Linked DNA regions of Mus musculus: regions 2 and 3 are each linked to region 1. A link is a contact called in public promoter capture Hi-C data. All regions are on one chromosome and are shown on one strand. Each heading gives the region's core, a stretch centred on a gene start, on an enhancer-like site or on the middle of the called end of the contact. The rest is flanking DNA. Distances are from core to core; before and after follow the strand shown. Region 1 holds the start of Slc6a11 (solute carrier family 6 (neurotransmitter transporter, GABA), member 11). Region 2 has its middle 50 kb from the start of Gm38875. Region 3 overlaps Atp2b2 (ATPase, Ca++ transporting, plasma membrane 2).

What was found. Promoter capture Hi-C pulls out the DNA fragments that hold promoters and counts their contacts.
Region 2: a contact with region 1 is called in a promoter capture Hi-C map of hippocampal neurons, with 3 times the contacts expected there. The contact joins the enhancer-like site here to the promoter of Slc6a11 in region 1. A contact is called at or near these places in 13 of 39 promoter capture datasets (the 3T3-L1 cell line, cranial neural crest, embryonic stem cells and 7 more), 4 of 484 Hi-C or Micro-C datasets (all in embryonic stem cells), 1 of 115 datasets of contacts at active chromatin or transcription factors (forebrain) and 2 of 9 other capture datasets (adipose tissue and pancreatic islet).
Region 3: a contact with region 1 is called in a promoter capture Hi-C map of second pharyngeal arch cranial neural crest, with 2.7 times the contacts expected there. The contact joins the enhancer-like site here to the promoter of Slc6a11 in region 1. A contact is called at or near these places in 5 of 39 promoter capture datasets (the 3T3-L1 cell line, the HPC-7 cell line, cranial neural crest and 2 more) and 1 of 484 Hi-C or Micro-C datasets (nephron progenitors).

Annotation. Positions count from the first base shown.
Region 1 is chr6:114,129,555-114,133,842 of GRCm38.p6, forward strand. It overlaps Slc6a11 (solute carrier family 6 (neurotransmitter transporter, GABA), member 11), which reads left to right and starts at 1,687. Exons shown (of 14, transcript NM_172890.3): 1 at 1,687-1,963. The coding sequence starts at 1,723.
Region 2 is chr6:114,345,559-114,349,881 of GRCm38.p6, forward strand. No RefSeq gene overlaps it. Among named protein-coding and RNA genes, the nearest start is that of Gm38875, 50 kb to the right of the region's middle. Within about 2 kb of position 2,798, at least 42 of the 459 cell types and tissues checked have an H3K27ac peak or open chromatin away from gene starts, as enhancers often do. A contact at or near this core is called in forebrain, hippocampal neurons and trophoblast stem cells, where this site is marked.
Region 3 is chr6:113,880,295-113,884,084 of GRCm38.p6, forward strand. The region is part of intron 1 of Atp2b2 (ATPase, Ca++ transporting, plasma membrane 2); the gene reads right to left. Among named protein-coding and RNA genes, the nearest start is that of Atp2b2, 9.3 kb to the right of the region's middle. Within about 2 kb of position 2,312, at least 28 of the 459 cell types and tissues checked have an H3K27ac peak or open chromatin away from gene starts, as enhancers often do. A contact at or near this core is called in second pharyngeal arch cranial neural crest, where this site is marked.

The sequences.
Region 1 (4,288 bases), core at 437-2,936:
TAATTCAACACTCCACTTACTTCTTTAAGAAATGTGAGCTTGGAAGAAGGGCATCTAGGTTGTGTCTAAGGGTCACAGGGCAGGGACCCAGGAGCCCTGGGACCAGAGGGACCCAGGCAACCCAAGGAGTCTGCTCCAGGGCTATGTAAGAAGCATGGACCTGCCCACACCCACCGTGACATCAGCCTCTCCTTCCTCCATCTGTCGGTCAGTCAGCTTTTCAGTGCGGCAGCACATAGCTCCGAGAAGCAGTGTACAGTGTGGATCTGGCACTGCCTCCTAGAGGCCCTGAGTTTGGACTCAGGCAGAAGTGTGTCATGGGACAGTGAAGGCTTACCTCAGGATGGCAGAAGAGACCAACCTGAGGATGGTGGGCTCCCATATTCCTGGCCAACCCATGCCCGCAATAACCTGAAGACCCTCCTTTAAGGCTCTGCCTCTTAAAGTTTCCTCCACCAGGGGCACCACAGGTAGGGCCAGCTGTCAACTCACAAGTGTCATCCGACCCAAAACAACTCCTTCTCTACCTATACCCCTGACTCTATCTCTATCCATACCCTTGACTTCAGCTCGGTCCTGGGCATGAAATCCAAGGCTCGACACATCATCAGCAAGGACTTTTTACTTAGCTATATCCTTGACCTTATTATCTACAAATACTTTCTAAGTACATGTTATATAGCATATTTCGCCAAGTTCTCTGCCATTATTGTAGGACATTGTATGCTGTTTGTACAACCGAGAGGAGGGACGTATTGAGCCAGACGTGGACATGCATGTCTGCATACTGCATGGTGCATGGTCATTGACTGTCTCTACTGTAGGAAGACTGTTTATCAGCATCTTGTCATTTATCCTTTCACCCAAACAAAACAATAAGCAAGCAGTACAAACCTAAGAAGGTGATATTGGAAGCATCTTTTGCAGAACAGCAAACTGAGAAACTGCAGTCTCAGGAGCCTGGCCAAAGTCACACAGCTCACGTAGGTGAAGCAGGATACTCAGCTTAGACTTGCCTGCTCCTGCCGCTGGATGTCCGTACTCAATGCCACACTGTTGAGACTCATATGTGTGTAGAGTGGGGCCACGAGGGGGAGGGGGGAATGAGACCTCCAGGGTAGAGGGTACTGGGCATGGGGTTGGGGCTACAGCTCAGCTACCATCACCAGGGAGCTTCAAAAGGACTTTGCATCTCATGCCCCGGCCGTATTCTCACCAGGCCCCTGCAACTGAACCCTACACACACAACTGTTCGCCCTTCAAAAGTTAGAGCTGCCCATCTACCTCTGAGTAGAGATGGGAAAACTGAGGCCCAAGCTTTGAAAGGTCACAGAGAGGGGATAGAAGTTCAGGTGCAGCACTCATAGCCCACTTGGGCCTGGATAACAACTCTGCTGTTACCTGCACTCAGAAGCCAGCGAGTCAGGCTGCAGGGCAAACCCTGTGCCCTGAGTTAGCCAGGTGGGCGCAAGGTCAAGGTATTAAGGGAGGCGCTGGGCGCACAAGGTCAAGTCACTGGACTTGCAGCGCCCCTACCATCCCGGGATTCAAGCGGGCAGGAGGTGGCCTGGGCATCGTGTCCCCGTCCCGTGCGGTCCGACCCGGGCGGCTCCCTCGGCTCCACCCCCGGCTCCCCCGCCCGCCGCTCGAGCCTCTCAAAAGCCCGGGCGCCCGGGGCGGCGGCGCAGAGCCGGGGCCGGCGCACGAGGCGGCAGGGCGGCCATGACTGCGGAGCAAGCGCTGCCCCTGGGCAACGGGAAAGCGGCCGAGGAGGCGCGGGGGTCCGAGACGCTGGGCGGCGGCGGCGGGGGCGCGGCGGGGACGCGCGAGGCGCGCGACAAGGCTGTCCACGAGCGCGGCCACTGGAACAACAAGGTGGAGTTCGTGTTGAGCGTAGCTGGAGAGATCATCGGACTGGGCAACGTGTGGCGCTTTCCCTACCTGTGCTACAAAAACGGCGGAGGTGAGCGCGGCGGGGATGGCGGGGACGCGGGGCGACACCTGGGGTGGGGTGACACCTCTCGTGCATGGCCCCGATCCCCCCTCCCAGTCCCCAGGAGCTGTGGGACTGCACGGGGCCCACCTGTTTCTCTGCGCCTGCGTGCACAGAGCCCGCTTCGCACCTGAGCGCACCACCATCTGCCACCTGCCACCGGGCCCAGAGCAGCGTCTGTCACCTGCGTGAGGGACAGACCTGGCCCAGGAGCTCTGCTTTCAGGCCACTCTCACTGGTATTTTAGGCAGAAACCTGTTATTTAGCCTCGGATGTTCCCTGTCCTCACAGGAAGAGACTGATCTGAGCAATCTTTTAGAGAGGTCGCCGAAGTGCCAGGAATAGGGGCCCAGCGTTAGCCATGTCTTGTAAATTTTTAAATCGTCTCACAGTCAGTCACCTTGGAAGGGAATGCTGTTATGGATCTCAACGACGATGGTACTAAGCATCTAAGAAACTCTCTGTTTTACTACTGCTGAGAGTGAGATTCAGACTCTAAAAGCTTTCTGTGCAGGATCAGGCTGACCCCCGGGGGAGAACTTTTGGACGGCCATTTGCCACTTGCTCCCCTCTGTAGTAGGCCCTTTCTAGGGAAAGTATTTTAGGCCTCTCTGGAGGAAAAACTGGCACCAAGCAGTTTCTTTTACTGGGCTCAGACTCACCCACAACAACTGCAACCACGCTGATGTGTGTGAGACGGGGAAGACCAGCATCCCTTCCAACGACAGCATCACAGAGTGCCATTAGGAAGAAATGAAGCTGTGGTCCCCATCTCAGAGTGGTACCCAACACCCCCACATCCCCCTCAAACTTCCACACCCTTCCTATCACAGTAGGATGGCAGAGTGGCGAGGGGTCCCATTAAAGCCTGTGGTGGCACAGTTCCTCTCAGAAAAGACCTGTGTTGGCGTTTTTTCTCCTCCCTGTCCTACCCCTAATCTTCAAGAAAAAAATCTCAAACCCTAAAAAGGTGATAGAGAAGTTGGTTGGCAGGGACAGTGCAGGGCTTCCTGTACAAACAGCTAAGGGGCCTGCGAACCACACTGCCTGGCTCAGGCCCTTTCTTTGGGGACATTCACCCTGAAGGCACAGGCTGCTCCAGGCCTGTCCTGCACTGGTAATGAAGTGGCCAGTGGTGTCCGTGGCTTGGCAAGGGGAGACAGCTGGCTGCAGACTTGAAGACCCAAAATGCACCCTGTGCCCTCAGGCAGGCCCTGCCTCACTGTGCAGACGGAGCCTTCAGAAGCTACCATGTGTGCTTAGGAAAAGCTGTACCTTTAGGATAGTTTGGGGCAGAAACTATTTTAACATCTTTATTCATCTGGGAAATGTTAGGCCTAAATAAGACGCATTTGGCAAAAGTAGAAAATGGAGATAAATTGGGTAAATCAGAAGCCTTGTTACAAATTGTTTTTAAGGTTGTAGTGTGTAAAGTTGAAACGTGACTCATTGTTGGTTGTTTGCTCTTTGATTTGCCAAAAGCCTCCATCGATGCAGACACCCCCGGCATGGTCAAGTTAGTTATTTTAAGAATTACAGTACTAGCTTTGTGGGTACACCGGCCAGCTGGCATTCCCACCAGCGTCATCTGTTGGATTCTCGGAGGCTCAAAGGTGAATTACAAGCTCTTAAGGGAACCACTTCAGCTTTTTAATCAAATAGATTTGGAGTCAGGCCTCAGACGCCTTTTACTCTGTCATATAAGTTTCTGCCTTCAATCTAGCTGGGCTGTGGGTTCCTCTAAAAATAACATGTCCGCAGGCTGGACTGGAAGATTCTCACAATAATTGAAAGTACCAGGGTACAATCTTAAATTAGTTCCCTGCTCAGAAAAAGATTTAAGACCCTTTCAAAGCCTAGTAGCTAAGTCCACACTATCTGGATTCATCAAGGTTTGTTGCTGTTAATCCTGTGGGCAAAGAGGCTTCATTTAGCAAAAGCAATTTCAGGTAAAGCCTGCATTCGTAACATCAGATGGAGAATGCTGGGTTCTCATGCTTTGTTATTAGATGAGAGAAAGAAAGTGAGGGATTTGGAGGTGGGGGGCTTCCCCATCTGTGGCTAGGGGCAGGGCCAACTTCATTTCATTTATTTTGTAGAAAGGCCCGGGGCCGTGGGTATTGTGTTTACGGCAGTCCTTACCCAGGCTGAGGCTAAGTCAGCTTTGAAGGGGGGTTCTTGCTACAAATTTCTTAGGGCCCAGATCCATACCTGGGTCATATGTGCAGAGACATTTAACCCTTTGAAGCCTGGTGCTTCTCATTAAATGATTCTCTGAAAAAAAATTTTTTTTCC
Region 2 (4,323 bases), core at 1,548-4,047, 220 kb after region 1:
AGGATGAACCCACAGGTAAATGGCAGAAGCTTTGGGCTTAAACTCTGGGGTTAGCTGTGCACTTACACCACAGTGTTTCTTGGAACCCTCCTGTGCTGAGTGAACCCTGGGGCTTAAGAAGAAACAGTGTAGAGATGTGTGCCCCAGAGGCTTCAGCTGGTACCCAGCACATGGAGTCTGTGACCTGTTAGGGAGATTTCCTGAAGCAGGGAAGCCAGGTGTGGGGGGTATTGCATGACTGGAGAACTTTAGACAGAGCTGGTTGTGAAGACACGCCAGACTGCAAAGGTCATATCTGAACCAGTGGGATGTGAGGAGCCACAGAGATTCACAGGGGACTGGTATTCGTGGCAGAAGGATAAAATCAAGGGGTCTCTCAGGATGCCGGAGCCAGAGCGGAGTAAGCCAGGACCAATTTGGCAGGAGGCTAAGCACATCACAGGGGGCCTTGTGTATTAACCCAGAAGGGAAGGAGACAGGAATCATTCTGGGATAAGGTGTGACATGGCTCTGGCTCCCACAGTTATAGTCCCCTCATAGCCATTCTCTGTGTGAGGAGCCAGGCAGATGTTCAGGGAAGGAGGGGTTGGTATCTGCGCACAGCCAGGACAGCCCAGGTCAGGCTGTGGCAGAAAATGACTCCATGTGGTCCCAGGGCTTCTCTCTGTGGCACATGGCATGACATGGGTTTGGCCCAAGTGAGTGACAGCCCTTCCCTGGGATTCCACCGGGTAGAAGACAGTCAGTTTAGGCTGCAGGTGCTTTCCATGTGTGGTTCCAGCTAGAGGAGGAGTCTGGCACTGATAACAGCAATGTGCATGACCAAGAGGTACATCTTCACAGGTCGGAGTTCAGGGAGGGGAGGGAACTCAAGCCTCCGGGATCTCAGAGGACACTGGGCCAGCAGTGGACGCCACACTGCTCTTAGGACTGCCTATCTGTCACAGTGAGCCTTCTTTTCTAATGAACATAAATTCCAGTTACACCTGCTCCCATTTGGAGAACTGGCTACCTCTGCTTTTCATGGAGAGAGGCTGTCGGGGCAGAATCAAGTTCCCAGTCTCAGCTAACAGCTTCTTCCCTGAGCTTGGCCTCCTACCCAGGAGCCAGGACTCCTTTGAAGTCCACCATCACTGTTTTATCTCTGAAAATACTTCACCATCTTGCAGTTCCACCCAGAGACCAGTGCCTCTTCCCTTCCCGCCTCTCCTCACCCTCTACACCAAGCTGGCCACAGGTCTCCTGCTAAGTTACAGCCTCTCTTCCTCTGAGCACCTCTGTGTGTGAGGAAGCCCAACATTTTACCTTCCCTGACATTCAAGGCTGACATGATTTGAACGTGTTCTCTGAGGATTCGGGTGTTAAGATTTAGTCCCTATTGTGAGGTATAGAGGGTGGGTGGAAACTTATATGGCCTTGTGTTGGAGGTAGGGGTCAGAAGGACAGGGGGTGGGACTAGATAAAGACTTCTGACAGTGGCTTACTCAGGAGAGAATGGGTGGGTTATACATATGTTCCCAGTCTATGTGATGCCCTGTGCCTCTGCCCTAGTCACAGTCAGCAAGCAACCTTGGTGTTCCAGAGCATAGATGAAAAGGACCTCACTTATTGTCTTATTTAAATGTTTGTTTGATACAAGGTCATCATAGCCCAGGCTGACTTTCAACTCTCTCTGTGGCTGAGTCTAAAGTCCCCCTGGTCTCACCTCGGCAGAGAGACTGGGCTCTGCTGGCCTCATAGGGCTTTGTGCAAGCACTGTACCATTTCACGGAGAGGAACTGCACCCATGGATGCAGTGTCTGTTGTGGTCCTAAAAATGACCCCCTCAAGTCCTAGAGGTGAATATTAGCACCTGAACATTTCCCCAGACCACAGTGTACCACTATGTACATAATATTTTTCTTACAGAGTACTGGGTTTTTTTGTAAAGAATAAAATACCAGTCTATCCATGGGCATCTCCTCTTCTTCCTCTTCCTCTTCCTCTCCCTCTTCCTCTTCCTCTTCCTCTTCCTCTTCCTCCCCTCCCTCTCCCTCCTCCTCCTTCTCCTCCTCCCCCTCCCCCTCCTCTTCCTCCTCCTCTTCCTCCTCCTCTCATTCTCCCTCTCCCTCTTCCTCCTCTTCCTTCTCTTCCTCCCCTCCCTCTCCCTCCTCCTCCTCCTCCTCTTCCTCCTCTTCCTCCTCTTCCTCCTCCTCTTCTTGTTACAGTTAGAAAACCCCACCCTGGAACCCCTACAGGGCGGCAGAGGCTATACCTTAATTATCTCCCCGACTCTCAGAGCTCAGGTAGTAATGGATGTTTGCTCAGAGCAGTGAGTACTTAGAGGAAGGCATGGTTATTTAAATGTGAACGGAAGAGTCTATAATTGAATGGATAAGCAAACACATCCGTGAGTAAGTGAAGGCATGAGTCACCAAATGAAGTGACAGATTACAGCCCCAGCAGGTCTGTGATTGGGTTATTCCAGCTCCGGCACCCTCAGACACCTGTGGTTGTGCTTGCAGGGATGCGCCTCTTCCTTAGTCGCCCGAGAGGAGAGGGGAGATTTGAAACTGCGCAGGTATTGCCCCCTCCAAGATGCCTCAGACCTGACTCCACTTTCTGAGCCAAGGCCTGGAATCCACCGCGGCTAAGGATGCCCAGAGAACTCTGAACAGCTCATCCCTGTATCCCTGAACTGTGGCTGAAGGTCAGTGGGAGGAGTAGGGTGTTTGCCACAAGGACAGGGCCAGACCTCCCACATCTTCAGAAGAAGGGAGACTTCTGGTGAGTCCATGTCTCCTCCTCCACACCCCAGCCCCACAGTGAGGGGGCGACAGAGCCATGAGCAGGAGCCAGCGGTTGCCATGACAACACATTAAGAGACGTGAAGCTGCTTTCAGTTTTCAGTTTCAGCTTCTGGAAAGGGGTCAAGCATGTGGGGCAGAGAGAAGAGTCAGGAGGGGGAAATCACAGCCACCCCCACTCAGTCTCACAGTTAACCACAGCCCAGTGCACTGTGTGCTCCGAGTCCCTCCTTCTGGTGTGTCACTTCCTAGGACACTCAAAAGGAACCTGAGAAGTGGTGATCCCACCTCATGGTCAGAAGGCTGGGTCTGAAGTCACTTGCCCACCCAGGTGGTAGCAGAGCTGGTTCTTGCATTGGGTTCCTGACTACAAAACCTTGTTTAACAGACCCAAAGATTCTAGAATCCCACTGGGTTAGGGCAGTACACTTTATTGGTCCATTAAACAAGACACTTACCCAGGAAGGTTCAGATCTACAGGCACTCAAGCAGAAAAGCTTCTAGGATTTGCTCATACATACAACAAAGCACATGTATGCACACACAGCAGTTATGTATGCGTGTGCACACATTCATGCCTATGCACATTCATGCTCACACATAGACACAGCTGCAATCACACAGGCAGGCACACACCTGTATATCCATGGAAGCAGATTTTAAAAAATGCTTCTTTTGACACGCAGCTTTGGAGTTCCTCCCCTCTTAAAATGACAGTCTGTTTCCTTAGCCACTGAACTTGGCTGTGTGATGATATTCTGGCCCATGCAAAATTAGCAAGCACAGAGTTGGGGAGATGGGTGGGTCTGTCAAGTGTTTGATTCACAAGTATGAAGACCTGAGTTAAGATCCCCAGGATCCTCATAAGATGCTGGGCATGGTGGCTTGTGCTTAGAACTCCTAATTCCAGTGACAGAGAGATGGGAGGCAGAAGCAAGCAGATCCTTGGAGCTTCCCATCCATCTAGCCTAACCTACTGGGAAAAATTCTAGGCCTGGGAGAGACCCTGTATCAAACAAAGGTGGAAGGTTCCTGAGGAAGGACACTCAAGGTTGGCCTCTAGTCACAGCACATAGGGCAGACCCACATGCTTGCATGCACCTTCACATATGCACGTGCACATACACATACACATAATGGAAGAATAACCCTGGGAACGTATATTTTCACGGTGTATTTGTATTTTCTCTCTCTCTCTCTCTCTCTTTCTCGTTCATTGCCTTCACTATGAAAACATGCCCACGATGTTAGAGGAGACCTCATTAAGTTCAGAGCCACGTCATCTCCTTTGTCCTGGCAGAGATCAACCAAAACTTTACTCCTCCACCAACAAAGAAACCATTAAAAGTGGGACTAACGGAAATTCAGAGCTGCCAATCAAAGCCCAGGTGACTCACGAGCCAAATACCTTCTTATTTTTAGCAGTTCACTAACTGAGGTTTTGTGCTTGCTTGTTACACAGCATTGCTTCCAATGAATAACCGATACACGTAGGCATTAAAGAGGAATGTGTCATGGGAGGGAACCTAAGTAGTGT
Region 3 (3,790 bases), core at 1,062-3,561, 250 kb before region 1:
GTGTTCTGGTGAATTCTCATTCATTCATTCATTCATTCATTCATTCATTTTATAAACACTCACACAGACCTTCCTCCTCAAACACAAGAGTGAACAAGACACCCTCCTTTCCCCAAATTACTTGCTTATGAGATGACAAACAAGGGAATAACAGAAACAAACGTCCATAGTGACAGGTGCAGTGGTGGAGAATACCATCGGGGCTGGGGACACCCCACAGACTGAGGTCCTGAGTAGGAGACATCACTTAGTTTCACGAGAACAAACCTATCATATACATCGACGGGAAAACCGTGCTTTCCATGGGGAAGCAGAACATGCAGAAGGCCAGGAGTCAGGGAAGAGTCCAGTGAGTTTGAGGAAAGGATGGCAGTGAGAGAGAAGGGTGGTGTGTGCTGGGGTAAGGACCACACCCAGGGGAGACGCCAAGCTTTGAGCCTGAGCACCATGGGAGGGCCGCAGGGTATGCGGCAGAGGATTGGCACCCTGAGTTTTGCTGCTGACAAGACCTGGGATTGCACCCTGGGAGGCTGACAGGAAGGTGGCACGCAGCAAGGGGTTGGAGATGGGTGACAGTGACAGCAAAGGCTGTGTGGTGGGGGAGAAGCGACACTGTCCTCCACCCTCGCTCTGATGGCTGAACTCTCAGCTGACTGAGCAGTTGGTGGACGGGGTGTGGAAGGCGAGGCTGGGAAGGCGAGCAGGGGCGGTGGTGTCACAAATGTATGGATACAAAAATGAATCCTGGTCTCTCCCAGTCTGCTTGGTAGTGGAGGGTTATTCAAGACCGAGCAACGTGATAGGCCAGATGGACACTGAGTGATGCTTGCCCTAATGGTATGGGGGGCTGTCAAGGAGGCTGGGGAAAGATTCAGGGGGGAGGGATTAGGGTCTTGCTCCCCCGTTATTCCGACCCATCACTAATAAGGAACAGCTAAACGGCTATGACTTGGTGGAGGATTGGCTCTGCCAGGCACTGTTCTAGGCTGTTTCCCATATGAGGCAATCAGTACTTTTATTTACCCCCATTCTTTCCAAAAGTGAGGATGTTGAGATACAGAGAGACTTGAGTGGCCTGCTCAAGGTCACACAGTAAGGAAGTATTGGAGAACCCAGCCTAGACCCTTGGACTCAGAGTATGCACTAAGCCTCGTCCTATGCTGGATCCTCCATCGGTACTGGCAGAGAAAGCCCTCTCTGATGATGCCCAGCTGCCCTCTGAAGCCCCCATAAACAGCACAGTGCCGTCCACAGGGCACAGTAGCTGCCTAGCACCCATCTATGTTCTACCACCTTCCTGCCACAGGGTGGGGGCAAGTTCTGAAACCTCACTGGGAACCTGTAAAGCAAGGACACATGCTGGGAGCCGTGGTGACAGGTTAGTAGCTGTGAGGCATGGGCTGGGCTGGGCACAGCCATCTCCTCACCCTCAGACACTCCCTCACAGCGGTCACAGTCTTGGAACAGTCACCCACGCAGAAGACACTACTTGTCTGTGTTCATGCTGGGATTCCCTCAGCAGCGGCAGGCTGATGCTTACACAATAAAGTACCCATCCCCAAAGCTGGACTTTGGTGGGGAACGGACAAAGGTCAGGGCTCCTTTTGGTTCTTGGGTGTACTCGGCCAACTGTACACTTGGGTGTACAGCCCAACTTTGCCTGAGTCCTGGAGAAGGCGTTATCTTATCCCTTTTTCTCTCTTTGGTCTGCCTGGACCAGGGCCCTGAGTTCCGTGACTGGTACCATGGACAGCGCTCACTCTTTTAGGTCTCTGCACTGGGCCTGAATTCCTCTGCTGCTGCTCTGGAAGGGAAAGGAAAACTGGGGTTCCTGTGAGGCTTCAGAGAATAGAGAAGACCCAGGGACCAGGATGCCAGTTTTCATTCAGCTAAGAATCCCCTTCCTCAGAAGCTATCAGAGACCCGAGTCAATCAGGGAACAAAGAAAGGCCCAGAGACAGCTGTGGACCACAGTGCCAGCCACAGTCTACACCATTCCTGCTGCCTAGATGCCGGCGGGGTCTAGGCTGTGGACTCTACACTAACCTAGTCCATTGTGCAGAAGCTCTGGAGGACCCAAATATCATCCAGGCTAAGTCTGAGTCGCATGAGTCCCATGAGGGCTCAGGGACAGCATCGCACTTGGACACCTGCTATCAGTGACCACCTAGGTGCAGCTAGTCCGCAGCAAGGGCGTTGGCACAGCCAAGTGCTCAGCCAATTTTTGTTTCTAGCTCTGTACTCCCTCCCTCCCTTCCCCAAGATGCTCCAAGCTCAGAAGCCAGGGCTGGGGCGGCTGAGAAGGGACTCATTTCCATCTGAAGTGAGTCACTGAAGTTGATAAATTTAGAAGTGGCCTAAAGAGCTCTTAATATCCTGCCTTCAGACACTTGCGAGGAGACTGTGACACGGCAGCCTGGGCTCCAGCTACACATGGGAGAGTGGACAGAGAGGGGTCCCAGAGGGCCTCTTCTCCAGCCTGGGCTTCTCTGCTGCAGCCCTGACCTCCAGGAACCTCAGTTTGCCTTCCCTAGGCACACAGATGTCTGAACTGGAACAAGGCATCTGCTCCAGGGGGGTGCTCACACTTCACATCTTGTTGCTCAGAGGGCAGCCACAGCTCACAGCTGTTCTCATACAGGGCACCAAGGGCCACTGCATTTGCCACAGCTCAGGGGACGTGCTGGGGTGCAGGCTATGCTCGAGAGCCGCCCAGGCTGAGGCAGAGACTCAAGGTGGAGGCACTGTTGCAGGGATAGCTTCTGCCCTGTTCTGCCCCACTTCCTCCTTTTGGTCCCTTTCTCCTGAGTGATGTCTCCAGCTAGTCCCATGAAAGGGACATCTTGATAGGCATGCCCTCCATGTACAGATACCAGCTCCCTTTCTCCCATGACCCTTCCCATGACCTTGACTCTAAGAGACATATGAGCGACTTTGAACTTGAGAATTTTAAAGTCATCTGGGCCCCACGTCTTCGTTCCAAAATTGAGAAACTAATCTCTAGATAAGGACTTGTCCAGCATTGCCCCGGAACCTCGGTCCATGACAGGCCATTCCATTCCCAGGTCTCCACAGCACCCCTCCCCCACCCTTGGTGGCTCATCCCTATCGGCAGCTAGATAGGCTGCCCCAGGGCTTCTGATCTCTCCAGGAGAGAGTTCTGCCTGTCACTCTGCAGCAGCTGCTGGCAGCCTCCGTGAGGCCAGGAGCCAGCTGGGAGAGGGCAGGGTGGTCAGCAGGCTCCGCTGCTTCCTCTGGTGTGGTGGACAGGCAGGGGAACCCTGGTGTACGAGAGTTCCTCCTTACCCAGTGGAATCTGGACCGATGCTTCCCTCCACACTCATATCAAGCTCCGCCCTCTGTGTGACTCACAGAACCCCCAGACTCACACCACAAAGCGTCCACACTGGCCAGTGCCTGGACAGGGAGAGGCAGCTACACAATTCCAGCCAACCAGCATCTTAGGCCTTAGGGATTCCTGATGGCCATTACTTTGTTAACAGTGTTTATTTTTGCTATCATTTATAGGATTAGAACTCACTAGATGCTCACGATGGAACAGTTGCTGGTACTTCTGCATGAAAAGGACATTAAGTGCTTCACTTTTATTTGATAAATCCTTTTTTTTTAAGTTGGAGACTTATGTTATCTCTATTTTAAAGGCACAGAGAAGTTAAGGAACTTGCAGCAGATCACACAGCAGAGAAACAGAGGGTCAGGCACTGGAATCTCAGAGCCCATGCTTCCTGGTTGTCCCTGGACTGGGGTGTTTATTGTTATGAGCTGGCAT